Regions from separate parts of the Mus musculus genome. Here region 1 is linked to region 2. A link is a contact called in public Hi-C data. All regions are on one chromosome and are shown on one strand. The core of a region is the stretch at or near the end of the contact, and the rest is flanking DNA. Distances in the headings are between cores, read along the strand shown. Region 1 has its middle 46 kb from the start of Gm32462. Region 2 has its middle 40 kb from the start of 2310003N18Rik.

The links. A called contact is a pair of places that touch in the nucleus more often than the background predicts.
Region 1: a contact with region 2 is called in a Hi-C map of uterus, with 3 times the contacts expected there. The contact joins two enhancer-like sites. A contact is called at or near these places in 1 of 39 promoter capture datasets (hippocampal neurons), 19 of 484 Hi-C or Micro-C datasets (the STO cell line, cerebellum, cerebral cortex and 8 more) and 1 of 115 datasets of contacts at active chromatin or transcription factors (embryonic basal ganglia).

What each region holds. Positions count from the first base shown.
Region 1 is chr9:50,436,647-50,444,168 of GRCm38.p6, reverse strand. No RefSeq gene overlaps it. Among named protein-coding and RNA genes, the nearest start is that of Gm32462, 46 kb to the left of the region's middle. Within about 2 kb of position 5,913, at least 42 of the 459 cell types and tissues checked have an H3K27ac peak or open chromatin away from gene starts, as enhancers often do. A contact at or near this core is called in uterus, where this site is marked.
Region 2 is chr9:50,189,464-50,196,440 of GRCm38.p6, reverse strand. No RefSeq gene overlaps it. Among named protein-coding and RNA genes, the nearest start is that of 2310003N18Rik, 40 kb to the left of the region's middle. Within about 2 kb of position 3,565, at least 21 of the 459 cell types and tissues checked have an H3K27ac peak or open chromatin away from gene starts, as enhancers often do. A contact at or near this core is called in uterus, where this site is marked.

The DNA.
Region 1 (7,522 bases), core at 4,664-7,163, 250 kb before region 2:
GCTGACTGGGTGTATAACAAGACTCTTTCTTCCTCTCTCCTAACTCCACCAGGCCTTCCCTTTTCTCTTTCTTGATAGTTTCATACACATATACAATGCATTGTGAGTATATTCACCCTCATTATGCCCTGGGAACCCCTTCCTTTCCCTCTTAACTCCTTCCCACCGAGTCATCCCTCCGTGGCCATTAGAGAAGCTGATATGCTCTTACCCCAGCAACAGTTGACAGTCATTGGCTTAGCGGAAACTGATGGTCGTCACCGGCACATCCTCATGGGTACGTTCTCCACCCACGGCCCATTCTTGTGCAACTGTAAGCTTTCTTTACAGCTCCAGGCATGTGCTGAGCTGTGGCCTGGAGAACTACGGATGCAGAGCCCACCATCCAGCTTCTTGACAATCACTTTTTGATGAGTGATTCTGCGTGGTGCCCGGTGAGAGCGTGAGCGCGCTCATGCGCCCCCCCCCCCCATAGTTCTCCTAAGCCAGAATTTGAACACTGTTACATATGTGTCAATTAGCGCATTCCCCATAAACTCCAGCAAGGTTTTCCCTTCGGGAGGCTTCCATTTCTAGCGCTTCCTGCTTGTCTCTCCTTGGCACCAGTTGCATTCCCATTGCTTTCTGCAAACAGCCTCTGGCTTCTTTTTAAACCTTCCATTTCTCGGAGCACTGGGTTAGATCCATTACATTCCCCGATGCCCACCTTTCTCCTCAGATTGCACATTGTGTATTTCTCTTTGTCCAGCTTACTCCCTTTCTTATAGATAAGGCTTTCTAAGATATAAGGCTGTTTACTAATAACCACGTGACCTAATTAATACTAGGCTGTCTTGAAATTTCCACCAACGTTATTAGTCCAAAAGCCTTCAGTTTAGCTGTGGGTAGACTTTTTAGAACAAAGGCAAATTCTTTGCCACAGTCCCCTTTCACAGCAGCTTGGGAAGTGAGGAAGGGACTGGAAAGGGTAAAGGAACAGAGATGCTCATAGAGCCTGTGCCTCAGACCTGAGATCCAGAAGCAGGAGTCCCAAGTCTTTGCACTGATCCTGACCCAGGCAAGTGATCTCTGCAGGTCCCTTTGAGTTTCTTCTTGCCCTGTCTCCTGCCCTTGCCAGTGCTTCTGGTAGCGTCGGCTGCTTCTGAGCTCCGGATGTCCCCAGAAGACTGGTCTCTCCACCTTTCCCACTCCTTACACTTCAGGACATGTTAGCGTCAGATCTCCCCACCAATTGACCTAATACCCACCAAGCCACCCCACCCTTCCTGCGGAAAGCATACTGAGTAGCCCCTGTGTATGAAGCAGAGGTGTCGACCAGATGACTCAAAGGAAGTTCACTCTCCAGAAACAACAATGTCTCCGGGGAGCTGTGGGAGGTGGGTTGGGCAGGCTTTAAGAGAAAGGCGAGTCTAGAGTCGGGAGAGAAGGGCCAGCTTGTGCAAGGGTGGGCTATGGAAAGATAGCCTCACTGTGGCAAAGTAGCTGCTGGTGAGCTGAGAGGCAGAGGCAGATGGTGAAGTGTGGATGATGGAGCAGAGGGTTGGTGGTTTTGTGGAGAGATTTCACTGGCGTCTACATGGGAAGAGGAACCTCAGAGGGTTTGGGCCTTCATTTTAACTTTTATTTAGATAAGATTACAAAATCTCGGACTGCTGACAACTGAGTGGTTGGGGGTTGTGGATTTAGGTCTCAGGTGACCAAAGTTTGGGGGATGAAAGCAAAGGGTTTGCAGTTGTTAGTGATGAAGTCTAGGGCATTCTAGTAACCTTTCAAAATCCTCATGGCCTCACATGCCTTGGCAACTCTAATTGATTATAGAAACCTATCTATTCCCTTCGCCCAAGTTCATTAAGTTCTTAACTTCCATCTCTCGCTGTCTTCTATCTCTTTCAAGATAAAGCGCTTGGCTCTATCTTCCTCTGCCAAATCTCTTTCTTTTCTTTCCATGGTCTCTGTGCATGCAGACATTTGCTCATCCTGAATTCCTGAAACATTTTCTCCCACTCTGAGTTCACCTGTAAGGAAGCAGCCAGTCCTCCGCAGGCAGTGGTGGAGTCGGTCTGCCACTCCCCTGAGCTACATAGCCTTGCTCTCTCATGCCTGGCTCAGGTAGCCTCATAAGGCCCTACGTGTTTCCTGCTTCTGAAGAAACAAGGGACCGCGGCAGAGGCTGGTGATTAAGGCCTGCTACTAAGGCTTCCTAGTGCCAGGTCTCTGCAGCAGGCAAAACAAGGGCCATCTCCTCTGTTTCCAAGCGCTTCCTTTCGCTTGCTCCTCAGCCCCATATTAAGAGCTCCCCAGCAAGCTCTTTGTGCCATACAAAAGGCTGGGTTTGTGGCAGTGTGTGGAGGAGGTGGTCACCATGACCTGATGCAGAGCCGAGGTGAGGCTTGTCCTCCGACCTGGGGTAAAGAATGAGGAAGCTGAGTTATGAACAGTTTGTTCCAAGTGGTTGGTGACACAGGCTAAGAGCCTCAGAGTGATGGAGGCCTGCAGGCAGGGGGCTGGCTTTTCCTAGGTCTTTGTGGCTTTAGTCTTTGTGTTCTCCTGGGCTACCTTTCCTCACAGTAGTGATCTCTGGATGCAGGTTCCCTGTGTGTTGTATGAGATGACCTCTAAGGTCTGGGGTTTTATGAAAATGTCTTCCACACAGAGGCCAAAACCCAGCTGATCATGTCTGCCGACCACCTGTTAGGTCATGTGAGCAGCTCACAGCCTCACCAGAGAGACAGACCTCTACACTGGTCATTATACTGCAGCTAGACAAGTTCCGGGGTCCAGTTATATGTAGGATATTTTAAATATTCTCTCTCTCCTTCCTTCCCTCTCCCTTTCTTCCTTCTGTCTGTCTTTCAAATGCACTCATGTAACCAGGGTGGCCTTGAATTCACTAAGTAGCCTCGGCTGGCCTTGAACCTGATCCTGTATCTCCTAAGTGCTGGTTACAAGTGTGCACTATTACGCCTGTTCTATGTGTTGCTGGGAATCAAACCCAGTGCCTCATGGATGCTAGACAAGTTGGACCATGCTACCAATGAGTCACACCCCCAGTTCCCCCATTGAAAACCTTTGTTTTGTGTGAGTGTCCCAAACTTTATTCATCTACTGGGACCCTGGTTTGTGTCTCTCCTTTGCAGCTCTTCTCAGGGCCAAGGCAATCCTAATCCCCTGGGGCCTGCAGAGGAGGTCCCTGATAATCCCTGTCCTACTGAGGGACTGTCTAAACATGTGACTCCTTGGCATCCAACACAGCAGAGGGCACATGGTTGGTGCCTGCCAAGTCTCTGCCTGCAGCTGTGTCTGCCAGCCTCCTGCCTGTCAATCAACAGGAGCACAGCAGTTAAAGCAGCCACGCTAGTCACACTTGTTATTAAGTATAAAGGGAAACATGGTTCAGGCCAGAAGATGTGGCAGCCAGAGGCCTCCACGGTACCAGCTACTTACAGGGGAACCAGCAGGGCTAGGCCTTCCCTGGGTATCCCCATGCTGCTCTCCAGAGGAGGGGCTAGGGTGTTAGGAGATAGATGCCAACCTAAGGACAATGGCTATTAGCCCATTTCCCAATTTTACCAGTGGCTATCACTCCCAGGTACTGGGAAGCACTGCTCTTGTTTAAAATATTGTCCTTTTGTGACTGCATGCCCTGTGTGTGTGTGTGTGTGTGTGAAGCTCAGGTGCCATTCCTCATGTGTATCCATCAGGGTCTCTCACTGGCCTGGGACTCTCAGAGCAGGCTAGCCTGGTTGGCTAGTGAGCCTCAGGGTCCGCCTATCTCTCCTTCCCAGCACTGGGGTTATAAACATGCATATGTAAAGCTCTGTTCCTGGCCCCGCCCACTTCAGCTGCACAGCCCCCAGTGCCTAGCATTTCTGGCTCCTTGTCTATTAAGCAGGGTTAATATTTATTTTTTTTAAAGGCTGTTGTGAAGACCGCAGAAGATAAGACACACGATGAACAGTCTTCATATCTTTTACCTGTCTGAGCTGTGTAGGGTGACTGTGTTCACTCACAGAACAATCACTGTATCATGGCGGAGTGCTGGCCTCCGTTCTGTGGACGAGTCTTGGCTTTCATAAAGCGCACATTGTCTCAGGGAGACAGAAAAGAAGAAAGCTGAAAAAGAAGCAGGCTCATTGCAGACATTGAGGGGATGCAAGGGCAGGCTGATCTGAGGAGAGTGTTTGGGTATGGGGCCTAGTGGGCTTCCGGATGGGTAGGGTGGTTGTACTGGAATGGGGATTCCAAGACTAAGCGCTTAAGCCTGCTAAAACCTGGAGAAGTGCCACCGGGGCAAAGAAACCAACAGGACAAAATATATTGTGGTGGGAGGAGGCCTGGCCAGTTCAGAGGAAGAGAGAAGGTCTTTGCAGCAGAGCTGGGGTGCGTGGGGAGAGGTGAGACCACATGTAAGGGTAGCGCCAAGCTGTTCCCAAACCTGGAGCTGAGGGTTTGGGGACCTGCGGTGACCCCACAGCTGTGTTGGATGCTAAGGAGTCACATGTTTAGACAGTCCCACAGAAAAGTCGAAGGCCTAAGATGACTCTATGCAAATGACTCACCAGCTTAGGACGCTGTATGGTCGCGGCGGCAGAATCCATGCTCCTTTTGATACCTGAGTTTTCAAACTCAGTTGATAACTTTTGATGCTGACTTTTCAGGGGTTGCTGAAAGCCAGCGTACTGGTCACTTTTCTCACTAAACACCAGACGAGAGCAATGTAAGGAAGAAGGAATTTGTGGATAAAACACGGCCGCAAGGGCATGAAGCCTATGGTTTCGTTGCATCCACAGAAAGAGAGAGCAGCGCGCCTGCGCTAGAAACCTGGAACGTCAATATGGGAACCAAGGAGGCAGCCAGTGTCTAACTTACTTCCAGGGTCCGAGAAGCTCTGCAGGATTCACTAGCCACACACCCCATTCCAAAGTAGCTGTGACTAAGAATGAAACGAAACCATCCCTTCCAGTTTGCATGTATTCTTTTCTTCTAGTGGCTACACAGTCTTTAGGATACAGACTTTAGAGTAGGCTTAACTAGGTAGGAGACCCAAAGAGGCTGCTGGGCAAGTTGGTGAAAATCTTTCTTATCCCAAGGGCAGAGGCTGCTGTCTGTTTTTTTTTTTTTTTTCCCCCATAGACTCAGGTGTGTGTGTATATGTGTGAGCCTCGGCGCCACCTATCTCTCCTTCCCAGCACTGGGGTTATAAACATGCATATGTAAAGCTCTGTTCCTGGCCCCGCCCACTTCAGTTGCACAGCCTCCAGTGCCTAGCATTTCCGTAAGTCTGGCTCCTTGTCTATTAAGCAGGGTTAATATTTATTTTTTTATAGGCTGTTGTGAAGACCGCAGAAGATAAGACACACGATGAACAGTCGTGTATTTGAGTCAAAAAGGTCATTTAGATCTACTGCTCTTGTGGGTCTCCAAGCTGCCTTACTGTTGGGGATACCTGGGGGAACTTGTGATAGTATTAATTAGTTTATTAATTAATAGCTTCTTGGTTTCTGCTCTGGGGAATTCTGACATTTGCATCTGGGTTTAAACGACCTTTGCCTGTATTTCTTTGTGCCCCCAGGATGTCTCAGCTAAGGGCTAGCTTCTAGCTTGCCCAGATTTGTAGGTCCTGGTGGCTATGAGGTACCTGGGAGCCAGGTGTGTGGTCTTTAGGGATCGATCTGGGCTAAGAAGGGCGAGGGGTACGCCTCTGGAAGGAACCCAGGAGAAGCTAGGCATAACACATACATCTGCAAGTCCAGTTTGCAGGGGCAGCACTAGTGACCTGGATAGGACAGGAAGATGTCTCCTTCTTCAGGAAGCTTCTACAAGTAAAGTCTTCTTGCAGGGCCAGGGCCTCCTTGAGAGCGCTGCTCTAGACAGGCAACCGACAGGTGGCAGCAGCGGCCCATAAGCAGCCAGGGTGCAGCCCCAGCAGGGAGGACCACAACACCAGGGCTCGGGTGGGCGCGGCTCCTCTTCTGGGCATGGGGCTAGGCTGACCCTGCAGGGAGAAGGGTTCCTGGGGGCGAAGACGGTCTCAGGTGCAACGTGAGGCAGTCCGATGCGTCTGGGAGGGGGCTGGCTTGGGAGCTGGAGTTAGATCAATCCGTGGGGCATGACACACCCTGGTTTAGTCCTTATGATTTGTGGGAAGCAAGTCATGGAGCTAGGTACCCCCAGGCTTAGCCAGGGTCCTTGGTACACTGCTGCCTCGGTGTGGTGTGAAGACTTGTTTGGTTTGTGTGTATGTGGGGTAGGGGGGGCAGGGGAGAAAGATTAAAAAGAAACCCCTGGAGATTAAAAAAAAAAAAAAAAAGAAAGAAAGAAAGAAAGAAAGAAAGAAATACTGCCCTTTCTTTAAGACTCCTTAGAGCTTAGATTTCTCAGGCTTAGTCAAACCATTCTAGGCAAGAGAAAGGTTAGTGTAGAAACTGCAGATGCTAATAGGATGGGCGGTCCTTTAATTGGTCCCTGCCAGGCAAACCCAAGACCAGCACATTGCCTGGGAGGGTCAGGATTCTTTTTATTAAAAAGCTGGTTGCCCTGGAGGAGCCTCCATCGGATCTGTGAAGGTTTAGGGGGGTTGGTGAGCTCTGAGGACAGGATGGTTAGTTTGGTGTCTTTGCTTTATTCTCATTTAGTTTGTGAAAAAGGCAGTCTCTGTTCTCATACTTCAATAAATTATGGACTTATTCTCTCTTCTCTCTCTCTTTTTGGATTAGGGAAATGGCATGGTAGGCTCCAATGAACTTTAAGCCAGAAATTGATTCTTCTCTGCCATTCATCATAGTAATTGGGAAAAATAATTTTCCTCAGACTCATTTGTAAAATTGGGAACAAATGTTACCTGGGAGGATGGTTCTTGTACTGTCTGCCTAAGTGCTCTCTGGTGTGTGACCATAGTTACTGTGGAGAGCTGTCCCTATAGCCTGAGTGAGATATGCTAGGGATGACACTGGACAAGATGAACATGGGTCATCATGAATCTGGCATCAGGTGGATCTGCCCATGGGTGTGGAAGGGCCCACACTGACCAGGATAATGCTGAGCCTTGGAATCAAGCTTCAGGAATCTTTACAGAGAAGGAATGGAAAGAACCGATAGGCGGCGTCTTAGTTAGGGTTTCCATTGCTGTGAAATCCTACCATGACCAAGGCAATTTTTTTTTTTTTTTGAGACAGGGTTTCTCTGTATAGCCCTGGCTGTCTTGGAACTCACTCTGTAGACCAGGCTGGCCTCGAACTCAGAAATCCGCCTGCCTCTGCCTCCCAAGTGCTGGGATTAAAGGTGTGCGCCACCACGCCCGGCACGACCAAGGCATCTCTTAGAAAGGACAACGCTTAATTGGGGCTAGCTTACAGGTTCAGAGGTTCAGTCCGTTATCATTAAGGCGTGAAGCATGGCAGTGCCCTAGAAGACATGGTTCTGGAGAAGGGGGCTCTACATCCTTCTACTGAGAGCTCTACATCTTGATCCAAAGACAGCCAGGAGAAGACTATCTTCCAGGCAGCGAGGAGGAGGGTCTCAA
Region 2 (6,977 bases), core at 2,316-4,815:
TAGATCTGACCATCGACCCTCACTCTCCTCTTCAGTGATCTGTAGAAGCCACTGCTCAGGCAGTTCACAAGCCAAGCAATACCAGACCGTTAGATATATAATTTGACCTCACTCTAATGAGAATTCCATGAGATGTTATGATCTTATACCAATAAAGCTTTGACTGTTCAGAATGTGAAGTTCCAAATAGCAGTGGCTAAAGCACATGAAGGTTTATTCTTCCAAAGGCAAGAAGCTCAGACAGAGCAAGGCAGCCCAGGGCTGGTGTGAAGTACCTTCAGACTCATCAGGGCCACCATGACCCTAGCATTCATTCAGACTTTTTTCAGCTTTTATTATTCTCCTACTTCTCTTCTAGTCCAAAGTGGCCTCACAGATCTAGCCAGGACACTGAAGTTCTGAACTGTGAGGAGGAGCTAGAAAACAACTAATGTTCTGATCAAAGTAGCCTTTTAAGTATTCTTACTTGGTCATGTACACTGTATCGTACTGCTGGCCCCCACCCCTCTGTCTCTGTTTCTGTCTCTTTCTAGGTCTCCATCTCACTCTCTGTCTCGGTCTCTGTCCTCTTTCCTCTTTCTCCTCCTGGTCCTGGTAGCTCAATCTCTACCTCTCTCTATTCCCCTGAGTAATTGGCTGTCATCAGTTTTACTTAACCAAAAGTTTTAAATTAGAAAGGCTTACACAACAAAGGCAGGCATATGTGAATATTAGCTCCTCTTGGAGCAACCAGATTTTGGGGTACAGAATTAAGTAGTTGAATACAAGTAGCACCAGACCAACCCCCAAGTTTAGTGTAGCACATTCTGTTGTTCCAGTTGAGTTTTTCTTAACTAAGCCTTCCCTGTGTCTTTCTTTGATGGCTGTGTTGGTAATTTGGGGTGTTGAAAGGATCCAGTTCCCACACTAAGGAACAACAAGGTGCTTGACTCTGAACCTTTAAGCCACTCTTCTATCAAAAATGCACCTGACTTTTCTACATCCCGTAAGCCCACTTTAGATAATTTTATATGTCATTGGAAGACAATTTTGAATGGTTTTGAACACAGGTTACCAGTTTTAATCTGTGCATTCTATCTTAATTGGCAGATCTTGTCCTAAAGCACCTCTTTTAATCCCTCTAAACCTTAATTAGCTATGAGCCTGTAATTAGCATTTCTGTGTTCTGTAGTTTCTCTGTTGCTGCTGCACCAGCCGTCAGGAAAGGCCTGTGCTGTCATTTCCTTGACCTTGGACTATGATGAGCCTTGCCTTTTCTGCTTGAAGAAGATGATGGAAATGTAGTCCTGGAGCTGGGATCTCCAGTGATATCTACATAAATGTTTTCACAGTGAGGTTCTGTGGGAAGAGTTTGCTGATGGCAGTATGGGCTGCAGAGTCTCAGACAAGGTAACCACTGTCCAACAGCTAGATCAGAGTCTCCACAAGTGGGTCAAGCCTTGTATTCAAAGACCTCCCCATCCTAGGGGCTTGGATTGAATAATGTTTTCTCTATAAATGTTTTTAAAGGCAGAAAGCTGACAAGCTCCTCTAACCTCCCCACTTCCTTCAGTCTTCTGCATCAACAGGACACCAGTTAACCTAGAGCCCAATCTCTACAAGTTCAAAGGTGCTACTTTGCAGAGGTTCTGGGCACCTACTGCTAATCAATAAAGACATCTGTATGTGCTGTTGTTGCTCATGAGCCCCGCTCTCTGTTGCTTAGTGATGCTTCCTGCACAGCAGAGGGTGATGCACTTCTCACCCACTGTACTCAAAGCCTTACCCACATCCCCGGGTACTTCCTGGCATTCCAGAAAGATTTCTGCTGCCTCTTAGGGCACATTCCTGCTGGCTTTGTCTGGTTGCCAGAGTGCACTGTAACTGGATGGGAATGTGAAGGTGAGAGGCTGAAGAGGAGGACCCCAACTTCTTCCATCCTTAGGTGGGGCAATTTTGAGTCTCGAAAACTCAGGATCACCATTCAGTAACTGTGTGACGGTTTTGCATATTACACTCTTCTTTTTCTAAAGCAAAGTAACGTCTAGTGTGAGAGGCTTGCTGTGACTTTAAGTGAACTAGCCCATGTGCTATGACGTGAACATGCATGCCCCTTACAGGCTAATAGACTTTACAGTTTTGAATATTTGGTTCCTAAATAGTGGAGCTGTCTAGGGAGCTAAAGAACCTTTCAGGGAGTATTGTAGAGTAGGGGGGAAATGGGCCTTGAGGAGAAGGTCTTGAGGCTTACAGTCTTGCCCTTCTTCGAGTCTTTTCTCTGCTTCCTGTTCTGCCCAGATGTAAGCATGCTCTTTCCACCCCAGAGCCACCTGCCGCCTTGCTCTCCTTGCTCTGATGGGCTGTATCTCTTCAAACCACAAGGTGGAATCAATCCTTCCTCCTTTAAGTTGCCTCCTGTCAAGTACTTGCAGCAGTATCTGGTGCCCAGCAAGCTGCTGACACAGTTATAATCACTATCCCCATGTCAGGTACTGCCTTTCCTCCTCAGGGCAGCAATCCCTCCCTAGGCTGTCCTTGGTGCGTCTTTCTTGCCTTTGAGTCTCAAGGCAGAGTCTTTCATGTTTGCCTTCTAAATAGTTCCTACACACAATTCATCTGATCATATTAACACATCAGCTTCTCTTCTCTTCTCTCTCTCTCTCTCTCTCTCTCTCTCTCTCTCTCTCTCTCTCACACACACACACACACACACAAGACCTTACACATTTACATGTTGATTGTGTAGCCTGAGACACATTTCCCATCTCTCTTCACCTGGATAGGATTTATTAGTTCCTAGATTCAGTTCAGATATTTCCTCCTCCAGGAAGGCTTTCCTGGATGCCTGCTAGATAGAATTATCCTCTCTTTTGCTCCTTTACCACTGTCTTAGTTGGGGTTTTTATTACTGTGAAGAGACACCATGACCATGACAATTTGTGTAAAGGAAAACATTTAACTTGGGCTGGCTTACAGTTCAGAGGTTTAGTCCATTATCACTATGGCAGGAAGCGTGGTGGCACACAGGCAGACTGGTGCTGGAGAGACAGCTGAGAATTCTACACCTGGATCCACCCACAGCAGGATGTGAGCCATGAACTACGAGGCCTGGTTTGAGCTTCTGAGACTTCAAGCCCACCACTAGTGACACACTTCCTCCAACAAGGCCATACCTACTAATAGTGCCACTCCCTGTGCATCTATGGGGGGCATTTTCATTCAAAACACAACAAACATCATAGTATATATTCGAAAAATCATTAGCTATTATTCCAGAAAATGAACTATTTGGTTCTCTCAGTAGATGGCAAAATCTCAAACAGCAAAGTCTGAGTCTACTTCATCTTTGTGTCTCCAGAATCCAGCATGGTATTTGGCATATAATCTGTGTTCAATATATATTTCATTTTCATTTGAACTGTTGTGCAGGGAAACAGAAAGGCTTGCAGTGGAGTCAGTATAAGACATGGCTTAATATTGGCTGTTAAATTGACATGACAGTCTAGCTTGCTGTCCAGGCCTATGAGCTCAAACACAAACATACACTCTCTCCTTCAGCCCTCTGCCAAACACCCCTCCTCCTCACGGTTCATTCCAATTTGTTTATAGGCAGTTTCTGGCGTTCAGTATGTGTCATTGCTGCTACTGGTGCTGTAGAGACATTTACTGTCACCTTTTTAGCCAGGAATCTCTCAATGGTTCCCAGAGGTTGCAGACAGCTCCAGGGCTCACAGTAGACAAACAGATTATCTGTGGACTGGAGCTTGTGGAAGAATATTTGGACAGGAACTCAAGAAACCCCAATCAGACCGGCTTTCTGCCTGTTGAACACACTGTTTATTGTTCTGGCCTCTGGGTTTGGAAATGTCATGCAGGCAGACTTTTTCAGGCCTCTTGGCTTCAGTGTGTGGTCCAGAAAACCACTGTGGTCACAGAGCGTGCTTAGAAGAGCCTCCATTCCTGGGTTGTCTCTGCAGTTTTGGGACACCATAAGCCACTTGTTTTTCTGATCTCAGAACATTGCGCAGGAGTCATGGAGAGGGCAAGTTTGATTGGCAGGCTGCTGGGGCAGAGCAGAGTCACACATTCCCTGAAGCCCCTATAGTACGTGGGCTGGGTACCTGGCAGGTCTACTAAGGGGTACAGAGAGGTAGCCTTCTTTAGGGTATGGCCTCCAGCACTATCCTCTCCCATAATCAAAATCTTACTCAATGGATGACTCTAGTTCAGACCGTGGAGGTCTGGAACTTTGCTTTTCCTTTTTATGTATTACATATCAATTTTTTTTCTGAAATGCCATTGGGAGACTATAGGTGGTAGACAACATAATAATAAACAAATTGTGGTGGTCTCTTTCCTCAAGTATTCATAGTCAAGTTGGATGGGGTGGTGGGGAGAAACAGAGAGAGACAGAGAGAGACACACAGAGAGAGAGGCAGACAGAGAGACAGAGAGAGAGACAGAGAGAGACACAGAGACACAGAGAGAGAGAGACAGAGAGAAAGACAGAAAGAGAGACAGAGAGAGAGAGAGCACAAAATAAGACAGTGGTAAAGGAGCAAAAGAGAGGATAATTCTATCCTTGTCTAGATGAGGGTCACCTTTACTGCATCCTGAAGTAGAGGAGGGATTCAGCAGATGGTCACCCCCTCCGTGGTGACATTAGATATCAGCTGCTAGCTGCTCTCAACTCTGCCCTCTGTCTTCAAGAAATGGAAAGCTATGGATGGAGGTGGAGGGAGCCCAGAATCTCTATATGAAAACCCCTTTCTTCCTCAGGACTATTTGACCTTCTAGAAGATTCCAGGCTAAGAGTTCACACTGGTCTTCTCTTTAATCCTAGGGGTTTGGCAGAAAACTAACAGATCCCACTCTCTGATACAAAAAACAACAACATAACAAACCAAAAAAACCACAAACAAAAACAAAAACATAAACAACAAAAAAAATCCAACCAACCAACTGACCAACCAACCAACCAACCAAAAAACAACACCCCTTCATTTGCTCCTCTTGAATTCCAAAGTCCCGGAACACTACAGAGAAAGAGATGAAAGGAGTTCAGCATCTTGACACCACGGTGGCATGGGGGAGGTGCTCTTTAAAGGCTGCAGCCTACACAAGGGAGGGCTGGAAGCAGTGACTGCAAACAGGCCCTTGTCAGGAGGCTGAAGAAGCCAGCCGGGCTGTAATTAGCAGGACCTGTAATTGTAGCATAAATAAGAGCCAGAGGGGCTGACAACTATTGTTACTGAAATGTCATGTTTTGAATGCAAAAATACAGTGAAAATGTAGGGAAGCTGGGTGATATTAATGTATGCAAATATACTTTAATTAAAGCTCAGCTACCACTGGCTTTAAGTAAAGGGCTTGATTTAAATACTTAAGCAAATATAATGACTCATATGACAGGCAGCAAAGATGGTTTGTGACACCGCAAACAAAACTAGGGAGAAAAAAATAATCAACTCCCAGACCTCTGTGTTGTGAAGTGTTGGACTTAGCAAAGCAAAAGTTCCTCCCAGATTGCAGATTCACTAAGCTGACCTCTGGGGTGTTTGGAGTTTGTGGGAGTCTTTTGAGTGTCATGGCCTTCAGTGAGAATGAGTGGAGGAATGGCTTCATATAACCAGAATGCTCTGTTGACCGATAACCTCCATGGTTGTCTCTCTTCTCTGTGCTACTTAAATCTGCAAGTCCCACTGATTAAACTTCCAGATTCTCTGGTCTGGGCTCTGGGTTCTGAGCATGCTTAGTTCTCAATACATTTATATTTGTTGAGACTATTATCTCTTCATTTGTGACTCCAGAATGATATTCATTGAAGAAATTCAACAACTGCTGATGGATATCAAGGTCTGGGTCCTCTATGGCACATTGATAACACCTCTTTGTAAATGCACACACAGTCCTGGTCTGTGTTCTGCTAGATTCCCAGCAGCCAGCCTTCACACACAGAATAAATCAGCATTACACCTTCCTGTGGAGGATGCCTGCTCCTTAGTGCAGGCCTCGTCACGTCAGTCAGCGAGAGCAGTGCTTGGGGACTTGGAGTCTCACTTTGACATTCAGTTTTGTGAAATTCAGATGTGCTATGGGAAGTCACAGTTTTCTATGCTATTGTAAGTAGGGATCTTTTCAAGGAATCAGTCCAAAATAAAGACATATATGAAGCTGATGGAAGACGTGTAACAGGGCCTCAATCTAAAACAGTTTACTAATTCCTAATGTCGAAAACATTATAAATATCCAGACATAAGTAATATAAAATGTATAGCCATTTGACATCACATTCTGAGACCCCCCTCTAGAGAAACCCTTCAGTTCTTCCTTTGACGATCTCTTTAGAGCAAACCTGCTGGTCATGAATCTGCCATTTTTTCTTTGTTTTGAAAAACGTCTGTTCCTCTTATCTTTTGCTTATTTATTTATTCAGCATGTATATTTACATGTCTGTGTATGCATGCCCATGTATATGCCGGTGCTCAGGCATGTGTTGCATGTGTGTGTGTAGACCTAGGAACAACCTCTGGTGTCTTCCACCTTGGTTTTTGAGACAGGATCTCTCACTGGCTGACAATTCCCCAAGTAGGCCAAGTTATCCATGCAGTGAGGCCCAGGAATCTGCCCATCTCTGCCTTGTAACCTGCTGGGATTACAAGTGTATACCATCATGCTCAGCTCAGCCTTTTATCTTATTATAGGTCCTGGGGATTAAACTCAGATTCACATGCTCACCAGCCCAGCACTTCACCAGCTGCGGCATCTCCTCAACCCTCAGCTTCACTTATAAAGAAAATATTTTTGCTGGCTACACAATACTATGTGAGGACAGGGTGGTGACTGGGAACCATCCTTTTCATATTATGTCCTGAGCTGTTATCAATCACAAGTGGGGGAGATTGGCTTCATTGGGTTTATATTGCCTCAGATTCCCTTACTGGAAAGGTAGGGCTTGACCTGAAGTGTCATGGTTTGGAAATTAAATGTCTCCAGCA